Linked DNA regions of Bos taurus: region 1 is linked to region 2. A link is a contact called in public Hi-C data. All regions are on one chromosome and are shown on one strand. Each heading gives the region's core, a stretch centred on a gene start, on an enhancer-like site or on the middle of the called end of the contact. The rest is flanking DNA. Distances are from core to core; before and after follow the strand shown.

What was found. A called contact is a pair of places that touch in the nucleus more often than the background predicts.
Region 1: a contact with region 2 is called in a Hi-C map of skeletal muscle, with 6 times the contacts expected there. The contact joins the promoter of NOL9 here to the enhancer-like site in region 2. A contact is called at or near these places in 2 of 11 Hi-C or Micro-C datasets (liver and skeletal muscle).

What each region holds. Positions count from the first base shown.
Region 1 is chr16:46,827,124-46,834,683 of ARS-UCD2.0, reverse strand. It overlaps NOL9 (nucleolar protein 9), which reads right to left and starts at 1,901. Exons shown (of 12, transcript NM_001206599.1): 1 at 1,530-1,901; 2 at 274-493. The coding sequence starts at 1,901. TAS1R1 (taste 1 receptor member 1) reads left to right here and starts at 2,011. Exons shown (of 6, transcript XM_002694166.6): 1 at 2,011-3,049; 2 at 4,604-4,910; 3 at 6,635-7,396. The coding sequence starts at 2,859.
Region 2 is chr16:46,774,615-46,781,931 of ARS-UCD2.0, reverse strand. DNAJC11 (DnaJ heat shock protein family (Hsp40) member C11) reads right to left here. Exons shown (of 16, transcript NM_001045993.1): 13 at 7,058-7,115; 14 at 6,786-6,928; 15 at 6,023-6,152; 16 at 4,327-5,623. The coding sequence ends at 5,598. It overlaps THAP3 (THAP domain containing 3), which reads left to right. Exons shown (of 5, transcript NM_001075347.1): 2 at 799-991; 3 at 2,493-2,555; 4 at 2,912-3,016; 5 at 3,239-3,950. The coding sequence ends at 3,523. Among named protein-coding and RNA genes, the nearest start is that of THAP3, 5.3 kb to the left of the region's middle. Within about 2 kb of position 3,956, at least 21 of the 102 cell types and tissues checked have an H3K27ac peak or open chromatin away from gene starts, as enhancers often do. A contact at or near this core is called in skeletal muscle, where this site is marked.

The DNA.
Region 1 (7,560 bases), core at 652-3,151, 55 kb before region 2:
TGGTAAAAAGAGCTTCACTCTCCAGACCTTGAGGGTTTAAATACATATAGTAAAGAGTGCAAGTTTGAGGCCACAGTAAACAACTAAAAATTATTCGCCTTGGGTCTTCCCTGGTGCTCCAGTGGTTAAGACTCCAAGCTTCCACTGTAGGGGACATGGGTTCTATCAAGGGAACTAAGACCCCACATGCTGCAGGGTGTGGACAAAAAAAAAAAAAAAGTTTTTGCCTTATTATGATACATCCTCAGTAAGTCACTCAGTTCTCTTCATTACCTTGGTTCAGATAAGGTCTGAGCAGAACTCGGGCTTCTCTCTTCATCTCCTTCTTGCTTTTCTCATGCACTGAATAATGAACAGCATTGATGGTCAGACGAGAGTGGGTGTAGGTGGAGAAGACATTTTGGGCAGGCTGGCCCTGGCTGATGGTAAAACCAAACACCTGCACCTGGCCGTAGAGGCAGGTCACACAACAGATCCCACTAAAAGTAAAGCCCTGGAGGGGACGAAAAAAGAAAGGAAAAATAAGCTTACAGATTCTGCTACCAATGACAGAAAACTTCTAAGATTTTAACTGGCTCTTCAGGTTATCAAAAGGAGATGAATTAAAAAAAAGAGAGATTTATCGCTAAGTAACAGAATAACTTGTAGGTAATGATGTATTTTAAACTAATAGATTAAAATGTGAATACTTTTAATCTAAGATCATATCCGGAGCAGCCAAAGGGACAGTCTGACGCACACTGACCTAAGGGGGCCCCCTGAACTTAGTTCTGCTGTTCTCACGGCTCCCCGTCCTTACAAAGCTATAGTGCGGGGGACCTCCCAGACCAACGCCCAGGTGAAGGGTTTGACTGCTGGCTCTGCCTCCACTTATATCTTTCCGGCAGGTTACTTAAGCTATGTTCTGTTTTTCTTTAAACATTCCTAGTGGTAATGACTCCATAGAGCATGTAGCACTAAATGAGTTCAGATACCCATAACACTTAGAGCCTGACATTTCTGAGCACTCGATAAATGCAACCTATTATTACTATTAAAGTCCTTTCAGCCCCAAAGACGGAGAAAGCAATGGCACCCCACTCCAGTACTTTTGCCTGGAGAATGCCAGGGACGGGGGAGCCTGGTGGGCTGCAGTCCATGGGGTCGCTAAGAGACGGACACGACTGAGCGACTTCACTTTCACTTTTCACGTTCATGCATTGGAGAAGGAAATGGCAACCCACTCCAGTGTTCTTGCCTGGAGAATCCCAGGGACGGGGGAGCCTGGTGGGCTGCTGTCTATGGGGTCGCACAGAGTCGGACACGACTGAAGCGACTTAGCAGCAGCAGTAGCAGCAGCAGCCCCAAAGACCTAGAATTCCCTCAGGAGGATCCTTGTTACCCTCTGTCCAGCACCACAGCCCGAGGAATGCGACTGACCCGCGGACAGAGTACCCGCAGGGGGAAAAGGGCCTCTCCCAGCCTGCAGCTCCCGGGGCTGTATCCCCACCCTCCCGCGCTGCCCGCCCGGCTCCCCCGGCGCGACCCACCTGCCCCAGCGGCAGCAGCAGGACAGCGCGGCCCGAGCCAGCCGGCCGCACCGGCGGGATGGGGAGGATCGCGGGACCACTCGGGACCGGATCTTCGGCCGGCTCGGGGCTGGAGGCCCGCCTGCGAGCCGAGGTCTTCAGCCTCTGGAGCGCCGCGTCGCCGGACACCAGACAGCCGCCCTGCAGCCAGTCCGCGCCGGCTGCCTGGGCCTGCAGCAGCCGTCGCCGAAGCCGCCTTCGGCTGCGCCAGCGCAGGTTCCGGAGCCGGCGGCGGGGCCGGCGGCTGAGGATGAGCTGGGGCCGGGCCTTGCGGGCCCGCAGCCACGTGTGGCGGGAGGGAACCCGCTTGAGCAGCAGTAAGGAGTCCGCCATGCTGGCTGCCGGGGCCGGTCGCTCGAGAATCTCGCGAGATCCCAACGCTCCGCCCTGCGGCCCGTCAAGGTTCTGGAAGGTGCGGGCGCCCTCTGCCGGCAGTCTTGGTGGCGCACCCTGGCCTCCGCAGGCGCAAGTGTGACTCAGGCCCGTTGGAGGTGGTGAAACCTAGGGAAAGCCTGGGCGACACCCGGCCAGGCAGTCCCAACGAGAGCCCCATTTACATTATGCAAAAGCCTCACCCCGGCTGCGTGGAGAGGGAAAGTCAGATACCCCAAGTCCAGGGCCACCTCTCCGGAAATCCAGCTAGGATTTTCCCGACCCCTCCCCGCTCCGCTCCCCGCGACTGAAAAAGCTCCAGGATTGACGTTTTAAACAAAACCTGTCTATTTGCATACCCTCTGTTTGCATGCATTTGTCTTTGAGCTGAAGGGACCGACTGTGTTTAAGGAGGCGAAATGGGGACGATTTACTCAGAATTTCAATTTCAGGAGACTGAGGATTGGGGTGGGTCACAAGTATAACTCAAAGCCTTGTCTTGTTCGGTAAACTGAGGCCCAGGTAAACGGTTCTAAAACCTGCAGCTCGCTGAGAGCAACCTTTCACACTCTGTTCCTCAAGCCCCTCCCCAAAGAAGCTGACCCCCCTCAAATCCCGTTCTGAACCAGGTGATGCCACAGGCACCAGAGCAAGGACAGAACCCACAACCGTCCAGAGGAAGGGTCAGTGGGTGCCACCTGCTTTGCACCTGTGCCTTTACCCTGCCCAGTTCCTGAGGAGGACCGCAGGCCCGGAAGGCAGAGGCAAAGAGCCCTACAACTGGGCTCTAAGCCCGCCCCCTTTCATAGGCATGAGACTGGGAAGCATCTGGGCAACTGCTGACCATTCTGTTTAAACGGCCCAACCTGGTCACAGGGCGTGGCGTGGCCATGCCAGGCGCGGGGCTGTCTGGCCAGCATGTCACTCTGGGGGGTGCGCCTGGTCGGCCTGCAGCTCTCCCTCTCCTGCTGTTGGGCTTTCAGCTGCCACAACACCCCGTCCTCCCCCGACTTCAGCCTCCCTGGGGATTACCTGCTTGCAGGCATGTTCCCTCTCCACAGTGCCCTTCCAGAGGCGAGAGGAAGACCCACGGTGACTTTCTGTGACAGGTGAGTGGGGGGGAGGTCAGTAGAACTGTCACGTGGGGGGAGCCTGTGCCTACAGGTCCTCTGCCGGCCTGCCTCTGCAAGACCTTGTGGGTTCTATCTCTGGAGTGACCATCTGGACTGCCTCCAATCCCTACCCAACCCACAGCCAAGCCACCACCTTTAAGGGCTGGCTAGCCTTTCCCTGGCACTTTTAACACATTCTTTTGTCCTGGCTGTTAAGCGTCCTTTGTATTATAATTCCAGGTCAGTTGTTTCCTGGCTTTGTAATGTAACTAGAGAGCAAAGGTTAAGCAAGGGCACCTTTCCCTCTTCCATCTCCTATCCTACCCCAATCCTCCCCAGTTCACACTCCTTAGTCTCTCAGATGGCAAGTATGGTTCTCCAGGGGGAGAGAAGTGGGGACATATAGCAGAAGATGCTTCAGTAGCCTGAATGACTTTGGTTGGTGCCTTCCTGAAGTGGACAGTCTAGGTAGAAAAAAAAAAAAAAAGCAACTGCTTTTCTTATAAAGGGAATAGTATTAGATTCGGTCAGCTCGAGGATGTCTCATGGCTCAGTGGCCCAAAATGTAGCATACCTGACAGCCAGCCTGGGAGGAAGATTCTAGAAAGCCTAGTGTGGGAGGACTGGCCCAAAGAGCTACAGTTGGGAGCCTGGGAAGAGGAAATTTGAGGGAGGAGGAGATACATGAAAAACCAGGTTCAGGTGACTGAAGGGCTGTCGCGGGCAGGAGGTACTACGCTTCCTTCCAGTGACTCAAGGACAGAAGTGGTAGGAATGATGGGGGAGCCTCCCAAGAGGCAGGGAGGCTGGGAAATGGAGCAGGCTGGCACACTGCTCAAGCAGAGCTGAGTCACGGCCCTAGTGTGCCCGTGTCTGTGTTTCCCAGAGAGGCCATGAGGAACACAGGCCCCCACCACAATCACGTGTCCCAGTGAAAGGTACTGGTTAACCGGGTATAAGCGTGTACTGTGGTTAATTTCATGTGTTAACTTGGCTAGGCCCTGCGGTCCAGGTGCTGATTAAACACCAGTCTAGATGTTGCTGTGATGTGGTTAACGTTTTAGCCGTGGTTAACGTTTAAATCAATAAAGCAGATGCTCTCCATAGTGTAGTTGGGCCTCACCTAATCAGTTGAAGGTCTTAAGAGAAAAGATGGAGATCCCGAGGAAAAGATAGTCCTCTCTTTTGTTTGCGCTCCCTCTCTCTCTGTGTATATATAGCTGGCTAGCTAGCTAACTAGATGTATACATATGTGTCTCATCTTGGTTCTGTTTCTTTGGAGAACCCTAATATAGCAGATATCTCTGCTACAGGACTTGGGAGCCCTTTGATCCTAATATGCTTTGTGGGGGGCATGGTATGTATACTTTGCCAGTTTGCCCCCTACCTCTCCCAAGGCCTGTCAGCAGAACTGTGTGTGTGGTCCAGGACCCATGTTGAGGTCATGGTTGTAGGGGCTGCACAGATGACCTCAGAGGTTCCTTTCTACCCCCAAGCCTAGGGTTCCAGGAAACCAGAGGTTCTTAGCTCTCAGCCTGGCTTTCTCTACAGGTCCAACAGCTTCAACGGCCATGGCTATCACCTCTTCCAGGCCATGCGGTTCAGCATCGAGGAGATAAACAACTCCACTGCCCTGCTACCCAATGTCACCCTGGGTTATGAGCTGTACGATGTGTGCTCAGACTCAGCGAACATGTACGCCACGCTAAGCATACTGAGCACATTGGGGAGGCACTATGTGGAGATCCAGGGAGACCCTGCCCACTTTTCCCCTGCGATGGTGGCGGTGATCGGGCCTGACATCACCAAGCACGCTCTTACCACTGCAGCCCTGCTGAGCCCCTTCCTGGTGCCCCTGGTAAGCTGGAGCCCTAACAGTTCACTCATCTCCCCTCCTGGTGAGTCCAGCGTGGGCTGGGGTGGGTGTGCAGGAGCTGCTGTGCCCAAGGTGAGTCTGGACTTCAGGACCTCCTGGGCAGTCACTGCTCTTGAGTCACTCATCTGGAGTTCCTTCTTCTCCAAGTGCTGCTTCCGAGATCTCCCTGCTTCTGTGCTCACCGGAAAGTCCTTTCTCCTTGGAAACCTCTGCTCGTCTCTCTCCTCCTGCTGTCCCATCACCCCACAGGCTTCACATCTACCCCATCCTCCTCCTCCCGTCCGTTCCTCCAGGCTCAGGCTCAGCTGTGTGGTGCCCTCCCCTCCTCTGCTCATCAGCCTCTCCAGGGCCTCCTCCTCTGCTGACACACTTGCCCTGTCCCCCTTCATTCTCCGGGCACTTCTCCTCAGCCTGGCTGACCTCCCCTTCCAAGGAGACTTCTCTGCAGCCTCTCCATTCCTGCTTGCTTCTCTCTTTGCATTTACTCCTCCCTCCATGGCCTTGGGCTCTGTCCTTTGAGCAGTGCTTGAAGGTGATGACTGCGGGTTGGGTAGGGGTTGGAGATGGGTCAAGTGACCACCCCAAGGCAGAACCAGCAAGGTCTTGCTGAGAAGGACTGGTGGAGGGCCACAAGGTCTCCAACCCATCTGACCATTTTGACACTTTCCCCCAGCATTTATGACCTCCCCCTTTTCCCTTGTGCCACTTCCTTCTTGGTTTCCTTTAGGGAATTCTGTGCCCCCCTCCATCCCCCCCAAGAAGGAGGTGACTGTCTAGGACACACCCCTCCCCTTCTCAGGAAAGCAAAAGGCCCTGGCTGAATTCCCATCTCCACCTTCCATCTCCACTCCTGAGAACCAGCTTTGTCTCCAGAGCCTCACTCAGTGCCTCCACTTAATGGAGCCACCAGGGCCCCAAATGAACTTACCTACCTCATAACAAAAGCCTCTTGTCTTCCTACATCCCCTCCCCAGCCTGTCTGGCAGAGTGACTGTCTCCAAGGAAGCCAGTGCCCGCTGCATTCCCTTCTCTGCTTCCACGTCTAGCCCATCACCACGGCTTCTGCCATGGGGCCCTCTAACCACTGCCAGGTCCATCCCTTCCCTATGGCCACTGCCCCAGCTTTAACTGACTGCAATCCTCTCCCATCTAGATGATTCCATCAGTTCCTTGGGGTTCTGACTCTGGCCTTGAGCCTTTTCTAAACAGGTTCTTCATTGATCAGAGATACACTCCTACAAGTTTGATGTCACTTCGCTGCCTAAACCCTGAGGGGCTCCCTGTGGCCTTGGGGTAAAGCCCTAGCACCTCAGCTAGGCCGAGTAGGGGCTAAGTAGGGGCTAAGGCTTCCTGCCCTGACAGAATACACAGGCTCATGCTCTCCTTCCTGGATCTGCCCTCCAGCTTTCCAGCTGAGTGGAAGTCCCTGGAGGGCCCCACACATATACTATTTCACTCCCTGCTTGCAGGTTGCATTCACTTTGTCCACAGGCCAGAGTCTCCTTCCTCTCCCAGAATTCTCTCTGGGGACCTGCCCCCTTATCCATGGGTAACTTAGCAGTGCTCTGCTTGAGACCCCAGGCCAGGACCTCATCTCCATTCCCCCTTCTCCCTCCCCTCCCGCTCCTATGTCCCTGCACCAAGAACAGGGCTGGCCCTGGGGGGCCCTCAGTCGAGGCTGATGCCACTGAACTTGAACTCCACAGGTCAGCTACGGAGCCAGCAGCATGGTGCTCAACGCGAGGCGGCTCTACCCCTCTTTTCTGCGCACCATCTCTAGTGATAAGCACCAGGTGGACATCTTGGTGCTGCTGCTGCAGAGGTTCGGGTGGGTCTGGATCTCCATCGTGGGTGGCGAAGGTGACTACGGGGAGGTAGGGATACAGGAGCTGGAGTACCAGGTCACCCGGCAGGGCATCTGTATTGCCTTTAGGGACATTGTGCCTTTTTCTGCCCGACCGGGCGATGAGCGGATGCAGAGCATGATACGCTGCCTGGTCCAAGCCAGGACCACCGTTGTAGTGGTTTACTCCGGCAGACAGCTGGCCAGGGTGTTCTTTGAATCCGTGGTGCTGGCCAAACTGACTGCCAAGGTGTGGATCGCCACAGAAGACTGGGCCATCTCTAGTCACATCAACAGTGTGCCTGGGATCCAGGGCATCGGCACAGTGCTGGGCGTGGCCATCCCGCACAGGCATGTCCCTGGCCTGAAGGAGTTTGAAGAGGCCTATGTCCAGGCCGACAAAGGAGTTCTCAGGCCTTGCCCCCAGGGCTCCTGGTGCAACAGCAACCAGCTGTGTACAGAATGCTGGGCTTTCACGGCACAGGCAATGCCCACGCTAGCAGAGTTCTCCATGAGCTCTGCCTACAACGCATACCAGGCTGTCTACGCTGTGGCCCATGGCCTCCACCAGCTCCTGGGCTGCTCCTCTGGAGCTTGTTCGAGGGGCCGGGTCTATCCCTGGCAGGTAAGGCACTTACCGGCCACTGGCACCCACTGTCTGCCTTCCTAAGGCAGGCAGCGTGGTTACTCTTCAGCTACCCTAAATGCTGGGGGTGGGGGGCAAAGGGTGACCGCTAGAGGCTGATCCCTTCTCTGAGGCTCCCCTTGGTCTTCTCTGAGCTGTGGCTC
Region 2 (7,317 bases), core at 2,707-5,206:
AGCACGTGGACATCTAAAAGGCACCTGAAATTTAACATCTCATGTATATTAATAAAACCAAACTGCTGATCCCCCCAAGCTGCCCCTCCCCCATAATCTCAGCACTTGAAAGTCCTTCCTCTGCTTCTTAGCCCACAGGCAAACTTCTCTGCCTGGCTTTCATGATGCACCCCAGATCTGCCACTCACCACCTTCTCCAGCTCCACCTCTGCCTGAGCCTCCAGGAAGCCCCTTCTGACAGTGGCCTGCATCCTCTTCTTGCTCTGTGTCAGCCAGACCTGCCTCGTTGGCTCCTCACACCCTCGGCCTTTGGACTTGCTCTTCCTTCTGTTCCCGTGTTGCTGTTCTGTGTCCCACTTTCTGCAGCCTCTGCTCCAGTGTCACCTCCTAGGTGGCCTTCCCCAACCACTTCCTATTCTATTCTTGCATGGTCCGTGACTGTCTAGTGTACTGGCTGTCTCCTTGCTCTAGAATGTAGGTTCCAAGAGGGTGGGCTCACTTCCCCTCCTGCTTCCCCACACAGGAGCAGGAATGGAGGCCTGCCTGGCAGATGTGGCTCTGGGAGCACCTCACTGAGGCTCTGGCCATGTTCATGGTCTCAGATATCCTACTAAGGATGCTGTCAGCAGCCACGATGGAAGCTTCCCGACATGGAAGGATGTGGTTTAACAGGACAAGGCTATTGAGTTTTCCAGGCTGTCCAGTAAAGTGCAGGGCAGGGATGCAGAAGGTCCCTGGGACCCTGAAGGTGTGTGTTTAGCCCCGCAAGTCCCTCGTGCCTCCTTGCTGTGCCCCCAGGTTCCCGTTCAGCCGCCCGGAGCTGCTGAAGGAATGGGTGCTGAACATCGGCCGGGGCGACTTCGAGCCCAAGCAGCACACGGTCATCTGCTCCGAGCACTTCCGGCCCGAGTGCTTCAGTGCCTTTGGGAACCGCAAGAACCTGAAGCACAACGCAGTGCCCACAGTGTTCGCCTTCCAGGGCCCCCCACAGGTGCACGGCCGTGGGGGTCCCCCACCTGGCAGTGGGGTGGGCAACGGTGTCATTTGTGGGGACAGCAGAGGCTGAAAACTGACAGGCCCCTAGGTCCAAAGCCCAGGGTCCCCACCTGGCCCTGAGCTTTAGGAAATCTGCAGTTCAAAGCTGCCTTAAAAACAAGTCACTTCATGATGGGTGCTACGGAAGCAGCTGATGGGGAGGGGCCCACGAGCTTGCTTCTTTCTGCACTTCACTTTGTGGGGCCTCACTTGGGCTCGAGGGAGGTGAGGACTTTCCTGTCCAGGGCACAGGAGGACGATGGTGGTGGAGTGCTGGAGGGGGACAGGGACAGCGGAGCGAGGCTGGGTGGGGGCAGGATCTGAGCATGCTCAGGAGCAGCAGCAGCTCAGGCCCTGTGGAGGGCGCAGGGCCAGGTGGTGACAGCCTTGGACAGGCGGTGGTTTTCTTCAAAGGGGCGGAGGGCTTGACATACAGGGATCTGAGTTTCCCAACCAGGGATTGAACCCTTGTCCCCTGCAGTGGAAGTGCAGAGCCCTAACCCCTGGACCACCAGGGAAGTCCTGGACAGGAGGTGGGTTTTTGGGGGGAGGCTGGTGGGGAGGGACATGACTTCCGAAGGCCCCTCTGGAGGCTGGTTCAGAGGCCTCTGTGGCATCGCAGGTAAGGATGGTCACAGTGGCCTGAGCCAAAAGTGGGTGTCATGATGAGAAGATGGAACAGGCCAACTCTGGAGACCTGTTGGGTTGAAAAGGAGGTGGTCTAGGGGCCAGGGGGGTCCCTGAGGGCTGGGTTTTGCTCCATGGCTTTTATTCCCATGTCCAGGAACATTGCTTGGCACAAAGTAGACGCTTAATGGGGGAGCTCTTCTTTCTTTTAAACGTAGAAGGCCTTTTGTTTTATATATATATATATATACTTACTTTATCATGGTAAGAACACTTACCCTGAGATCTGCTGTTTTAACACACATAAAGTGCACAGCACAGTATTGTGGACTGCAGGGATGTGGTACCGGGGACTCTGGAAATTACAGTTTGCTGATCTGAAACTCCCATCGTGGATCAGGAACCTGTTCAGTCAGGGTGATGACTTCCATGGCATTTGTAGGAAACTGCTCCACGGCCAGTGATGACAGGTTAACCCTAAGGAGACGTTTGTGGTCCTGCCTCTAGTGCTTTTGGTGCCTGGGGGCAGAGTGGGGGTGCGGGGAGTTGAAATTGTGGTCCCCATGGTTTCTGCTCAGTTCTTTGGAGGCCTGGGGACTGCAGGCTTTGAGTTGGGTGTTTTCCCTTGAAGAATGCCAGGTCTCTGGCTTCAGTGGGTCTCTGACCCAAGGTTTGGGGACTGTGGAGGAGGGGCACTGGTGGATGGTGAGAGGAGAGCTGGGCTGGGCTGAGCATGGGGACAGAGACAGGTGAGGCCTGATGGACCCTCTGGTGCAGATCTCCTGTGCCCACCCCGGGGCCTGTCCACAGCAGCTCTGCATCTCTTGCAGCTGGTGAGGGAGAACACGGACCCTACCGGCCGGAGTGGAGATGCCACCTCTGGGGAGAGAAAGGTGAGTTTGCCCTGCTGGTCACAAGTGTTCCAACTGAGCTCCTGCGCCTTCCCGCCAGGCCAGCCCACTGGAGCTCATCATGCTTTCCTTACAAGTTGGGGTTTGGATTCCGTTTTCCTAGAGAAGGAGAAGCTGAAGCTGTCCATGCCTCCTCCTCCCTGTTCAGTATCAAGCAGTGGCAGCCAGTCGCAAGTCTGGCTCCTGCTCATCTCTAAAGGTTTGGCCCCAGGCTGTGGAGGCGGCTAGCTGTCCTGCTGGTGCCCTGGCAGCCCCCATGTGGTGTGAAGGGACTCCTGGCAGGATAAGTAGCAGCTGGGGAGGACCCACGAACGGCTGGCTCCGCCCTGTCTTTACAGGTCCTCCCTGAGACGGGCTCCGGGGAGTGTGGCCTGGGGAGGAAGATGGATACGACAGTTGAAGTGCTGCAGCTGCCCCCCGAGGTTGGAGGCCTAGGAGCACAGGTGAGGCCGGGCTTGGCGTGAAGGCAGCACAGGACTGGTCTCAGTCTGAGGGGATTTGCTTCAAACAGAATGAAGAAAACTGGTGCTCGAACCAGAGCACCAGCCTGGACCTCAGACTTTACCCGCAACAGCTGCGGCCCAGCAGTTCTGGGTGTCAGGGGAGCCCCCTTGGCCTCAGGTCCCTGGCTGCTGCTCTGGTCCCTCACTGACCTCTGTCCTCAGGTCCCGCCACACACACCAGAAACTTCTGGGGTCCCTGGTCAGCCAGCTAGCCCCCCAGAGCTGAAGAGGCGCCTCCCCACACAGCCGTCCGATCACAGCTATGCCCTTTTGGACTTAGACACCCTGAAAAAAAAACTCTTCCTGACTCTGAAGGAGAACGAAAAGCTCCGCAGGCGCCTGAAGGCCCAGAGGCTGGTGATGCGGAGGATGTGCAGCCGGCTGCGTGCCCGCCTCGCAGGGCGGCCGGGACTCCAGGCCAGGCCTCGGCTGGGGCAGCAGAGCTGAGCTGCCTACTGGGCCGTTTGAGCCTCTGAGAGGAGGGGCCATGGTCTCCAGACTCTCTGGCTGTGGACCTTTTGGTCCCACTTTGACCCTTAGGCCAGCGCCGCCTCAAGTGGGAGTGTGGTGGCCCTGGCGGGGAGGAGGCTGGGGCCCTGAACAGGACACCTTGGCTCTCCCTTCAGAAGGTGACAGCCCAGCTGCCTCTCTAGCACAAGCTGGGTGAGCGTCCTTGGAACCACCCTGGGCCAGTGTGGCCGACCATGTCCCTGAGGGGTAGGTAGGCCCCGGCTGGGGTGGGGGATGTGGGGCGCTAGCTGACCCTAAGGCAGCGAGGCGTCCCCTCCATCACCTGGACGGCTGGCTCTGTCCCAGGAGTACCTCTGCGCGGCCGGTGTGAGTGAGCAACGTAATAAAGTGTCTTCCTACCCCGTGTGCTGCCTCCTTTATTTAAAAGTGAGTGAGCACTGGTTTGAGTTCTCCTGAGCATGGTCACAGCTGAGGAGACTGACTTCCTGTTTCCTGCTGAAGGACCAGCAGGGCGTGACCATATTTGACTTCCCAAAAAAGTTGCCTTTAATTAAAAACAAAACGAAACAAAACAAAAACCACCTAGCCTGTGATTTGAACTCTGGACTCTTAAAATTCTCAGGCAGATGTCTGGCAGAGAAAATACCCCAGCCTCAAGTCAGGTCTCACAGTTTGAACCCTGAGAACAGAGGGTGGGGCAAGGCCTGTGAGGAGGAGGCAAGTCCCTCTACCTGGTGGCTCCTAAAATGAACACACAGACGCATACAGACACTGCCCCCGGCTTTCAGGAAAGGTTTATTGTGGTAAGAGCGTGTCCTCTGTTCAGTCCCTGTTCAACAACAGGAGGGACGGCCTGCCAGGAGGGGCACAGGCTATGGCCAAGGTCGGACTCCACTAACTCGACACTTATTGCACGATTTACATTCAGAGCAGCTGCTCTTGCAGGGAACTTTTAAGTGGAGATAAATATTACAGAATTGGACAACCTGAACTACCTTTAAACACTGGAGGAAGGGGGTTGTGAGTGACTTCTCCGGTACCGACATCAGGGGCAAGGCCTGATTGAACAGGAGCCGCACAGAGGCTGCCTGAACCCCAACCAGCCAGGCGTCTGCTCCTCCAGTGACTGTTCACCAGCCAGGCTGGTTAGGAGGGGCCTGGTTGTGAAATACTCTGCATCCTCAAAAGAGGCGTGTGAAGGAAGGGGTTCCTGGGAGCAGACACCCAAATGGGTACGGGCAGCCCAGAGGAGACTGACTGAGCCGGTGTGGGAGCAGCAGTGCCACCTGCTGGCAGCGAGCAGGGAGGGGCCCCTGGAACCCCTTGAGCCTCTTGGCTCCCACTCTGACCTCTCCGGGCCGCATGGACTGAGCTGTGTGGGGGAGGGCAGAGGCAACGCTGCTTCACATGAGGACACAGGTGGCTCCTGGGACCGGAGTGACATCCTCTGTCCCAAGCCAGGTGCCAGTGGAATGACTTGAGAAGTTCTGGGAGGGGACGGAGGAGACTTAATTCCCAAAGCCACTCGTTCTCAGGTAAAAAGCAGATTTATAAACCCACACCATCCTGTCCAGATTCACGCAGTCACATTTCAGCAGGAAGGTGACTCAACAGGCGTTCCCTTGATCCAGAGACTCTGCTCCTGGGAACGGCTTCCCTCCTTCCGTTTTGTTTTCTGTGTTCAGTGTGGATTTTAGGAAAGGTAGCTCACGGTCACGGGCATGAGGGCGAGGTGTTCATAAATACCTCACGGCAGACAGAGCTACTGGGTGGCTCAGCCGGCGAGGGACCCTGAGGCCCCGGGGGCCGGGCCTTCCCTGCGGGGACATGATCCTTGGGAACAGACTCGGGCCCAGCTGCGGTTCCGGTCCTGGTGGGGTTGCCTCGGGGCATCTGTGTGTCCCTTCACATAATTGAGCCAGTACCACTTTCTATGCAAATACAAAATAAACATCTGATTCTGGGTTTTTTTCCCTGCTTCTTTCCAAAATTTGTTGACTCCTGGGGAAATTCTTTTGCAGCCCCTTTTGAATCTGGCTTCTCAAGTAGTTTATCCATCAGTATCAATTCTGTGAGCTGTAAAAGAAAAGACAAAATCAGCGCATCTAAAGGCAACTGTTTCCACGCACTCTTTCCACGTAGCGGGGATCAACCAGGCCCTGGCCAGAGGCTGCCTGGCCTGAAGCTGGGCAGAGGATGAGCTGCCAAAAATCACTGTGTTCTTGAACACAGAGGAGCCACTGGGTCTGCCTCATACCTAGTCACCCCGGCTGCAGTTTCCAAGAGCTCACTACCACCTGGGAAAGGGCTGACCCCTCCCTCAGGGCATCATTTCCCAGGTCTGTGTAGGTCACGATGCCCAAGCCTATGGCTCCCCGGCCAAGGATAGAAGGAAGGCTTTTGTTGCCCCCGCCACTGAGGTCCCTGGGCCTGTCTCTGGGCAAGGACGGGTGACAGCCAGGGGCAGCTACTCACACTGCTTTGGTATCCTGAGTGCCTCGCTGTCGAGCGCCATGACCTGATGAAGGACCCCGCGGAACTGGTAAAGCACTTTCAGGTTCTTCTCTTCACCCACACACGGGTCGTAGAAGCCGGGCAGCCCAGCCTGCAACAGACAGATTCTCACTGGAGACAGGCGTTTGAAGCCCAGTGGCGCTGTAGTCAGTACCTGCCCGGAGGGGCAGTGTGGACACTGCCCACGAAGGATGCAATCCTGGGAGCCTGAGTACAGGAAAGAGGATTTTAACAAGCTGCCTACTTAGTCCTAGACTTGCCCCACTGCCACACTAAAACACCCTCCATCTTCAAGGAAGCCCTGCAGAGGACGCAAGACCAGGAACCCACTCAGGGACCAGGGCACTCTGCCTGAGCTCCTCTGTGCTTTAACTCACCTCTGGCACACACCCCACTCCCCCTGAGCCTCTGGTGTACTACAGGCGGACCCCCCTTCTGGAACCAGGCAAGGCACAGAGTGTGAGCGCCCAAAGGCAGGAGGTATATTTTGTTTGCTGCTGTAACTGGCACACAGTAGGGGCTCAAAAAACAGTTGGCAATGGATGGACAGATGAGTGGCTGGATGGATGGATGACGTCAACTGCTCCAGTGTGGCTGTAACCTGGGTCCTGGGCTGCATCTCGCATAGGGAATGCGGCAGCATGACGGGTTCCGCTGCAGTGACATGGCCCCTTAGAGGGTCCCTCTTCCCCAGGTGCCCCTCCCATCTACCTCGAGCGCCCACCTTGGAGGCCTCGGTGAGGATGAGCTTGGAGTCCTTCACCAGACACTGCAGGGGCACGGTCACATCGATCACCTTCACCTTCTCGCTCTTCTTGCTCTTGTCATTGACAAATTTTCCATACCAGGCGTTGACAATGATGAGCCCTGAGGACAGGGCTGGTCAGGGCAGGGCAGCCTTGGCAGGCAACCCCCGTGCAGCCTGGCTGCAGGAGCCATGTGCTCCTGCGGAAACCCAGCACCCACCCTGTCCTCAGAGAGGCCAGGCCTGCTCACCCATTCTGGACTCTTCGGCCTCAATTATTCTTCGGACAGATTCCTGCATCAACCGAACCTGCAGAGGACAAGGACACTACTATCAGGGCCTCCGGAGGCTCCCTCAGAGCCAGGGCCACATGCCTGGTGCCTGTCGGTCCTGCTTGTCCATTTCTCTGGACGTGGCTGCTACTGCAGTCTTGGAAAAACAATTCACTCACAGGGAAGAAAAAGGACAACACCCACCACTTTTAAAAAACCTGGTAATGTCTTTGCAGGGT